2 separate regions of the Sus scrofa genome follow, and region 1 is linked to region 2. The links are chromatin contacts, called in public Hi-C maps. All regions are on one chromosome and are shown on one strand. The core of a region is the stretch at or near the end of the contact, and the rest is flanking DNA. Distances in the headings are between cores, read along the strand shown.

The links. A called contact is a pair of places that touch in the nucleus more often than the background predicts.
Region 1: a Hi-C map of liver shows a contact between it and region 2, with 4 times the contacts expected there. The contact joins the promoter of ETFRF1 here to the enhancer-like site in region 2. A contact is called at or near these places in 2 of 5 promoter capture datasets (fetal liver and liver), 11 of 47 Hi-C or Micro-C datasets (embryonic fibroblasts, epiblast stem cells, heart right ventricle and 4 more) and 2 of 2 datasets of contacts at active chromatin or transcription factors (alveolar macrophages and skeletal muscle).

The regions. Positions count from the first base shown.
Region 1 is chr5:48,553,662-48,557,712 of Sscrofa11.1, reverse strand. It overlaps ETFRF1 (electron transfer flavoprotein regulatory factor 1), which reads left to right and starts at 2,124. Exons shown (of 3, transcript XM_003126426.5): 1 at 2,124-2,250. CASC1 (protein CASC1) reads right to left here and starts at 2,071. Exons shown (of 16, transcript XM_021092191.1): 1 at 1,953-2,071. The coding sequence starts at 1,955.
Region 2 is chr5:48,397,123-48,401,586 of Sscrofa11.1, reverse strand. LMNTD1 (lamin tail domain-containing protein 1) reads right to left here. Exons shown (of 18, transcript XR_002344073.1): 18 at 1,686-2,920. Among named protein-coding and RNA genes, the nearest start is that of KRAS, 110 kb to the left of the region's middle. Within about 2 kb of position 2,561, at least 81 of the 83 cell types and tissues checked have an H3K27ac peak or open chromatin away from gene starts, as enhancers often do. A contact at or near this core is called in alveolar macrophages, embryonic fibroblasts, epiblast stem cells and 5 more, where this site is marked.

The sequences.
Region 1 (4,051 bases), core at 875-3,374, 160 kb before region 2:
TGTGGTATAGGCCAGCACCTGCAGCTCTGATTTGACCCCAAGCCTGGGAACTTCCATATTCTGAGGTGTGGCCCTAAAAAGAAAAAAATAAAGAAGTAATCTTTCTGTTAAGTTAGATTGCTGATTTTATACAAAGAAATTACTAATTTAAAGCGGGCAAAACTATGACAAAATGATTCCATTCAGCAATGTGTCCTAAAGCAAATCTATGCTTTTTAGGAATTTGTCAAGTACAGTATTCCAGGAAATATTTATAATTACAAGTATTTTTTCAGCAACACTATTTGTAACTTCCTGATTTGGTCCATGTGTCCATTCAGTTTTAAAACTGACACAAAGCAGTAGATTATACCTTCTTGAAAAGTGCACATATTTAATTTGTTCAGCAGATATTTATTAACGAATTACACACAAAGCACTCTGAGATGCTAGAGATGCTTTAAATAAGAAGAATAGAGTCTTGGCTCTCATTTTAATTTTTGCATATGGGTTTTATTTTATTATTAAATATGATAATATTTGCTATCAATACTTAACATACTTCCATCTTGAAATGAGTGCTATAACAGCAGAATACGTAAATAGCATTGCCCCTGTTTCCAAGTAGCGACATTTTAAAGGTGGGCAAATTGTCATCTTCACTAGTGCTTTTAATGTGATGCAGGTTTGGGATAAGTACCTATCCTCACCCCTCTTGCAAATCATAAGAGCATCATGTAGTGGAGTATTTCTCAAAGTTCAGAGGGCATAAGAATCATGTGAGATGCTTGTGAAAAATACATATTCCTGGGCTAAAAGTATACACACTCACTTCCCTCTCCCAATTATAATTCAGTTCATGTTATGGGTTGAATTGCAACCTCTTAAAATTCATACATTCAAGTCCCATATCCCAGTATCTCTGAATTTTACCTTATTTGGAAAGAGGGTTGTTGCTGATGTAATTAAGATGAGGTGGATCTCTAACCCAATATGACTGAGGTCTTCACAAAAAGGGGAAATTTGGGCACAGACACATAGATACAGGGAGAATGCCAGCGAAGAATGGAATAAGCTGCCACAAGTCAAGGAAGTACCAGAAGGTAGGAAAGGGGTCTGAACAGATCCCTCCTCAGCACCTGCAGGGGGAGCAGAGCCCTGACAGCACCTTGATCTTGGACTTCTAGACTTTAGAATTGTGAAACGTTAAGTTTCTCTTGTTTAAGCCACTTAGCTGGTGATATTTTGTTACTTGGCAGCCCTAGGAAACTAATACTGTAGATCTGGAGTCTGGTCTGTTCCTGTAATCTGCATTTTAATAGATATTCCAGGTGTATTAGAAGCACATTTTCCAGAAACCACATTTTGAGAAACATCTAAGAATAAAAAAACTTACGCACCCGCTGGGAAATAATAAATAGGTGCTTACGGTTCTCTCAAGTTATCAGTAGCTTTAAGTCTGCTTAAAATCCCTTTCCATTTCTCCCTGACATGAATGGTCTCCTCACCCTATTTCTTCTCATCACTTCTGAAAAACTCATAATCATACTTTAAAATACTCCTTGAAAAGCACTGCTCTTCCCTTTCATGTTCCCCTCCCCTCTCCAGACCCAATTTCAACATTTCCAACTTTGTGTTACTCCAATGTAGTCACTTTGATAATTACAGTAATAAAACTGTATTGTAATTAATTTGCTGAGTCTGTTTTCCATACCAGGGAGTGGATGGAATATTCATCTTTGTGTCCTAGGCACAATGACCATTCCCCGTTTACGGAAATTGGTTTGGGCTCCCACCTGTCTGCGAAGGCCACAAATCAGGGGAATGCCCACTCCCACCAAGAGTATAAGCTCTCTCTTAAGTCGACTCGCTCCCCTCTAATAAAATATGATAGGCTCTTATTACATCATTTAATACAGTGCAAGAGAATCCACGCTCGCCCCTTCACGCGGTTCCCCACTTTCTCTGCTCACCATGCCGAGGAAAGCACCACCTCCGCAGCCTGCCAAGTGGTGTGAGCTCCTGGAGCTCACAGTGGTGTGGACTGAGGTCTTGGGTTGTCAGAACGACAAGCCCCGCCCCCTGGCGCCCCAGGGGAGGGGCGCGGAGCCGCTAGTCTGGGTCCGCGCAGTCGCGCTGGGGTTCTTCCGGACGGCGTCCCGCCCCCTTCCCCCACAGATCGCCCCATCTTCCCAACGCCCCGCCCCCGTGAGCGGCCAGAGGAGTCAGAGCGGCCAGAGAGTTTTACGGCAGTGACGAGCCGGAAAGCGTGTGAGTGCAGCGCAGGGGCGTTTAATTCTGTTTTCCGGATTCTGAGGTCTGGAGGCGAAGTAAGCTCTGGGCAAGACAGCCGGTGTGGGAAAGGGTTTCTGAACGCCTTTTGACTTTGACAGTCACTCTGTTTACGTGGAGCTGAGGCGTATCTTTCTGTACGGGTGTTTTGAGAAGGAAGGGAGCTGCCAGCTATACGCAGCTGGATCGAGTGGTTGACACGGGTCGGCTGCCTGGGCCGCCACCGCTTAGACCTGCGGGGCGGGGCTCTATTGACAGTTTAGATAAGAAGGTAGATAAATTGGCTCCCAGAGTGTTGGTTAATTCCAGAGTGTTGGTTAATTCGAAGTTAATGAGCTTTGGATTCTTCTTTCTTCCCTGCACATGGTTCTCTTTACTTCCTGGGCAAGGTATATGCCGTTTTGGGGTTTGTTTTTTCCCTAAGAGGAGCTCTGAGCAAGAGCTGGAAATGATTTAAAGCTGGTTCTGGGTAAAGTATTCCTTACAAGTGAAGTTCTCTAAGACCAGCAAGACTCGCAGTTATGTGCGCCCAAGGTCAAGGTCACAGATTTGTACAAACCGGTGGCACAACCCTTCGATTATCAGTCTACTGCCGCATGAAGAAACTCTTGGCAGCAAAGACCAACAGGAAAACTAGAAGAAATCAAGTTATTGAGAAATTAAGCTTCTTCCAAAGCCTATCTGAATTGTCTATGATTTTAGACCTAAATGCTGTTTTAGTGCATTGAAAGTATTGCCGTGTCTCATCTCTAAATTCTAATTTTATTAGGGCTATCCCTTCGTTGACGAAATATATTATTATACTTATTATTAATAAATAAGTATTGCTGACTGAGTTGGTCTTTGTGGGTTAAAGTGTTCATGCTTCCCAGATTGTGTAATAGTGATGACATCTCACCTCCAAATCCCTGGTGGCAAAAACATCTTAATGTTGGAGTTCCCAGTTGTGGGTCATTGGTTAACGAATCTGACTAGTATCCAAGAGGACCCAGCTTAGATCCCTGGCCTGGCTCTGTGGGCGGGTTAAAGATCCGGCCTTGTGGTGAGCTGTGGTTATATATAGATCGCAGACTGCGCTGGAATCCCGCCTTGCTGTGGCTGTGGCATAGGCCAGCGGCTACAACTCCCATTGGATCCCTAGCCTGGGAACCTGTTGTGTGCGGCCCTAAATTAAAAAAAAAAAAAAAAAAAAAAAATCTTGATGTCGACATCACAGGGTTCTGAGGCTTTTTGGTATGGAACTAAGTTTTTCTCTTCGTATTTCAACCCAGCTACTAATGTGTATGATACAAAACCTCAGTCAACTCTAATGGGGGTAAGGAGGTGTTGGAGGAGGTGTTGTGGTGATCACAAAAAACTTTTAAATGGTGGGCCTCCAGGAGAGCCTTGCTCAAGTTCCCTTTCCACCGACTTCCCTCCCAGGGAGGAGGATTTGCTATGGATGTGTTAGAACGTTTTGGACTGTGTTCTCAGGAATCACCATGCTATGAAATTATACCAGTGAGCTTAGTTCTCTACTACTCTTACAAGCTGCATAAGAAGGTCTATTTCCTGTTTTTTTAGCTTCAGACACTTGCAGTACTTACCCCTTCTGAACATACATAGCCATCTCTGTTCAACTCACTTCTATAATCGGGCTTCTAGGTGGGCCTAGACAAAGCAAGTATACCAGCTTTTGGAGGCAAAAATCTCTTGCCACCTCCCTCTTGGATTACGTATCTTTTGGTGCTGGCAAGTGTGTTGGGATAAATTTTTGTGTTAAGTTTTTTAGGCTTAACTA
Region 2 (4,464 bases), core at 1,312-3,811:
CCAGGCTTTGGCATGAATAACTGGGTGGGGATGTGCAGCAGGAGGGCCAACCTTTCACAAGTGGCTGGGAGACAGATAACCAGTAGTTCAGTTTGGAACATTTAAGTCTGGGGCATCTAAGTGGGCATGTTGTGCATGTAGATCTGGAGCTCAGGAAAGAGACCTGGGCAAGAAAGACTTCAAATGGTAACAGGGGACATGACCTGGGTAAGATCATCCAGGAGAGTGTTAGGTGAGAAGAGACTGGACCTAAGAGGGAACTTTGAGAAGCACCAGCATGTAAAAGACTAGAGGAGGAAGAGGAGGCAGCGGAGGAGACTGCCAGGAGCAAGGCTTCAGGAGATGGGTAGCAGGTTACTTCCATTTTACAGATGGGGCAATGGGGTCTCATATTCCACAGGTGGTCTAAGGTCTTCCACCTGGGAGGGGGCAGAACTGGCCTTCAACCTCTATCGGATTCCTGGCTTTCAAATCACTTGTTTCTAAGATATGAAACTGTAATTGTATAAACAAACATAACCTTCTCCCTCTTAACTTTTCCTCCTCTGAAATTCTCTTCCTAGACATTAATCACAGACAATCATCTAAAACCACAGGTTCTCTTCCCTGGCTGTCTCTCCTGTCTAGATGACGATGATGCTGGATAAGGCAACCAAAGGGAAAAGCAAAGACAGGACTCACTGACCTTGAATTAGGCTATCAGCTATTTCTGAACCCAGCCCCACTCCTAACTTACATGATAACTCAGCTGGTTCTTTAGCTTCCCTATATGTTTAATGGGTTAAACAGGATCTGACATTATCCAATGGCTTGCGCTAGGAATCAAGTGCTTTATAAAGTTAATCATTAAACAACTTCATAAGATACTGCTGCAAATACAGAGCAATGAGAAAACTGGCTTAGATAATTTGGGTGTTCTGGAGCAGTCTCTTACTCCAGGGGATTAAACAGGCCACCCAACACCATGTTTAAGCAGGACTAGGTTTACTGAGTTTGACAAACAGCAGGGACCAATGAAGGCCTTCTTGGTGAGGTGAGGTGAACCTGGAAGGTCCCCTGATCAAAGTCAGCTCCCCACCCTGCACAGAAAGTGCGGGCTTTGCCCTCAGATTGCCTGGTTCCCATCCACAGGGAAACAACTGATTCTTCTTATCTGTTTCCTTATCTGCAAAATGGGAATAACAGTACTCACCTCATGCAGTTATGGTGATAATTAAACGAGATAGTCTGCCAAAACGCTCAGCACCCAGCACAGAACAATAATCATTAGCTACTGTGGCCACCTTTTTTGTGCTAAGCTTGGCTCCCAGGTGGAGTGGGCCAGGAGCCTAGAACAGGTTACTTAAGTTACCTTGTAATGACCCTGAGCCAGGGAGTGAGGGAGCAGGTGAGGCTAGAGTCAAACTCTTCAAAGTTTTCCAAGAGACAGAATGTACTAATTCACGATATCCTCCTGCTTCACGGCGGTCCATCCTCAAGCAGTTTCTAAGAAGCAGTGGCAAAGCCTCAGGAGCAGGGTCCCTGGCAGAAAACAAGTTTCCTGTGACCACGCCCCTCAAGGTTGAGATCCTTGACCAGGTGGGGATAACTCGTCCTGTTCTACACTAGGCTGGGATTCCTCCCCTTTGCCACCTGCTTTCCCGAGGTGGACATGAGCTCCTGCTCAACTAAGGGCAGTAGTCAACACCCCGCCCTCTCCCCCTCCCCGGGAATTTAAGACATCCAGCTAGGCGCGGGGCTATCTTTAAAAGGAATTAGTCGTGGTTGCTGAAGAGCCCTCCGGGGAGGACAACGTGCAGAGGCTGAGGGCTAGGGCTATAGGCGCCCGGGCCTGGGGTCCCCGGGTGCCGCCAGGGGTGGGCCCTCGGCGTGAAAGCCCGCGACGCCTGGCTCGGGCAGCACCCTGGGCCCGGACCCCGGAACCTCTCCAAGGAAAAAGAGCCAGGCCTGCAGATGCAACCGTTGCAATTTGGGTCTCCTCTCTTCTGACGTAATGCCAGTTTCCTGCTTTCGCATTGCAGTGTGCAGCTCGCTGGCCAGGAAGTCTGAAGATCAGTCGACTCAACGCCAAGATAATCAGGGCCACTATCTCGTAATTTATTTTCTACGAATACACCCCGCCCCCAAATTCCGCGACTTTTGGCTTTTCAGGCGGTATTGTTCTCCCCTCCCCCCAGGAAGGGTGCCTCTACACAGCTCAGCACCAGGAAACGGCGGCGGTTTGTGGCTCAAATGAGGGGCCCGGGCGGGGTCGGTTCAACCTGCTGCCCCCATCCCCCACCTTGAGCTTTGAGATTCCAAATCCCCGGCTTTGTTTGAAGCGAAACTACTGTGGAAACTGCACCATTTCCTCCTCCTCTCCAGAAACCGAGCTAGGAAGTGGGTAAAAACTACTATAGAACGTGCTCTGACACTCCTCCACGCCCAACACCCCCACAGGGACGGTACCAGCAGCGACCGCCCCGCCACCTCACTCGCGCCCGGCCAACTACAGCCCTGCAGCCGCCGCCGCCGCCGCCCAGCCGAGCCCGGGGAGACTCCCAAGGGCTCTTTAAATACGATCTATAAATACTACGGGCTCTCGGCGCGCGCGTCACGGCAGAGCCGGCTTCTAATTGGCTGTCGTAACCCCGCTTATTTGCATAGCCGGATTGCACAACCGGGCGGCGACCTCGGCCGAGCGCGCCCCTCCCCCTCAGCGGGCGCGCGGGGCGCGCGGACCCGCGGGTGGGGACATCAGGGTGGCGGCTGCGCGGCCCGGCGACGAGCGCGAAGCAGCCGCGGCGTCCAGAGTAGCTTGAACTCGGGAACCTTTCGAGTCTTGAGTCATGCGGCGGTCTTCTGGGACGCCGGCGGCCTCCCATAAGGATCTCTTGACAGGCACTGGGCCGGCGCATTTAGACAGGGGTGTTTTTGCTTTCTACAAAAAGAAAAAGAAAGTTTTAAGGGTTTCACCAGAGCAAACGCTCTGGGTGGCTCGCACAGGCACCACGTGAGACCTGGACACGCAGCTAGAGCCCTGTCCAATGACTTGCGACTTGGGGTGTTCAAAAAAGGCTTTTGCATGTTCACTCGTAAGACCTCGTTAGCTTGAAAACGAAACAAGGGAGTGTTCAGAAAATGCAAAATGTATGATTCCTCCTGGTTTAAAGTTAAGCTTTTAAAAAAGCACCAATTAGCCAATATAAAGCGGCGATGCGGAAACATGCCACATTGTGGTTCTAAGGGAAAAGAATCTCTGGTAGTGATTGAAAATCTTCAGCAACTTGGCCCTGAACAGAGCTGGTTCGCTCTGGGGAGCGGGTGGTGGCTGAGAGGATCAGAGGGGTGGGGGAAAGACCACGCTTTGGAATTCGGGAACAACCCGAGGTGCGGGTTATTGGCTCACAGGTTTCTCTCCAGAGGATGCCATTGATCACTGGAGATAAATATGCAGACATTATTTTATATTAGTATTCAGATATTACCAAACATTTATCTCTTCATAGAGACATAGTATCTACTGCTCGTTGTAAACATTTTTTAGGTAAAATCTGTGACATAGTGAATTGCATACTTTCGAATGCGATAAATATGATTATTTTCATTTTGTTTTAAGATGTCCTGCTCTTATTGGGCACACAGCGCATGCTAAGTTTTCAAGCCGTCCCGTAACAGTATCGGAGGATGACCCTAGAAGTATATGTTTGTGTCTTTCCTCAGGAAATACTACTGGAATGAATCAAATACAATCATTTTGAAGTGAATAAGCATTGCTAAAAATCTAAGGTCTCATTAAATTATGGTTCGTAACTATTCTGGTCTGATGTCCTTCTCCCCTAAATAAAACTCAAAACTCATTCGGACTCCTTTGCTTTTTGACAATACTTTCAACAACGGTATTTGGACGCTAGCGAATATGAGCCTCTAACAGCTTTTAAATGAGAACTTTGGATTTTAACAGGAGAGCGCCCTCTGCTGCCAAATAGTTTATGGGCAACGCTTCTGAAAAGTAAAACCCTTGGTTGGTATGCCCATCTCAAAGACGGCAAGATGAACCTTAGGATTTTTTTCACTAACATTTTTTTTGTAAGTCACTTTGTAATTCTAGGCATCTTAATCATTACTGCTAAGCAAGGAAGATCATTTAGTTGTGAATACTACGTTATGTATCACTCTCATTTCCATTGTAACACCAGTTTATGCTTTAGAATACTAAAACAGAAGATAGGCTTTTTTACAGTCATTATTTTCTGCACTAACAGCTACTAAAGTAAGAAAAACATGCTTTAATCATCGAAATACTTTTCCCAATAATTTTTTAGTGTTGAGTCCTATGAATCTTTACAATGGACTGGTTTGAATACAGACTACTTGCCTTTTTTTTCCCCCCCAGGGCCGCACCTGTGGCATATGGAGGTTCCCAGGCTAGGGGCCATACTGGAGCTGTAGCTGCTGGCCTACACCACAGCCACAGCATCTTGG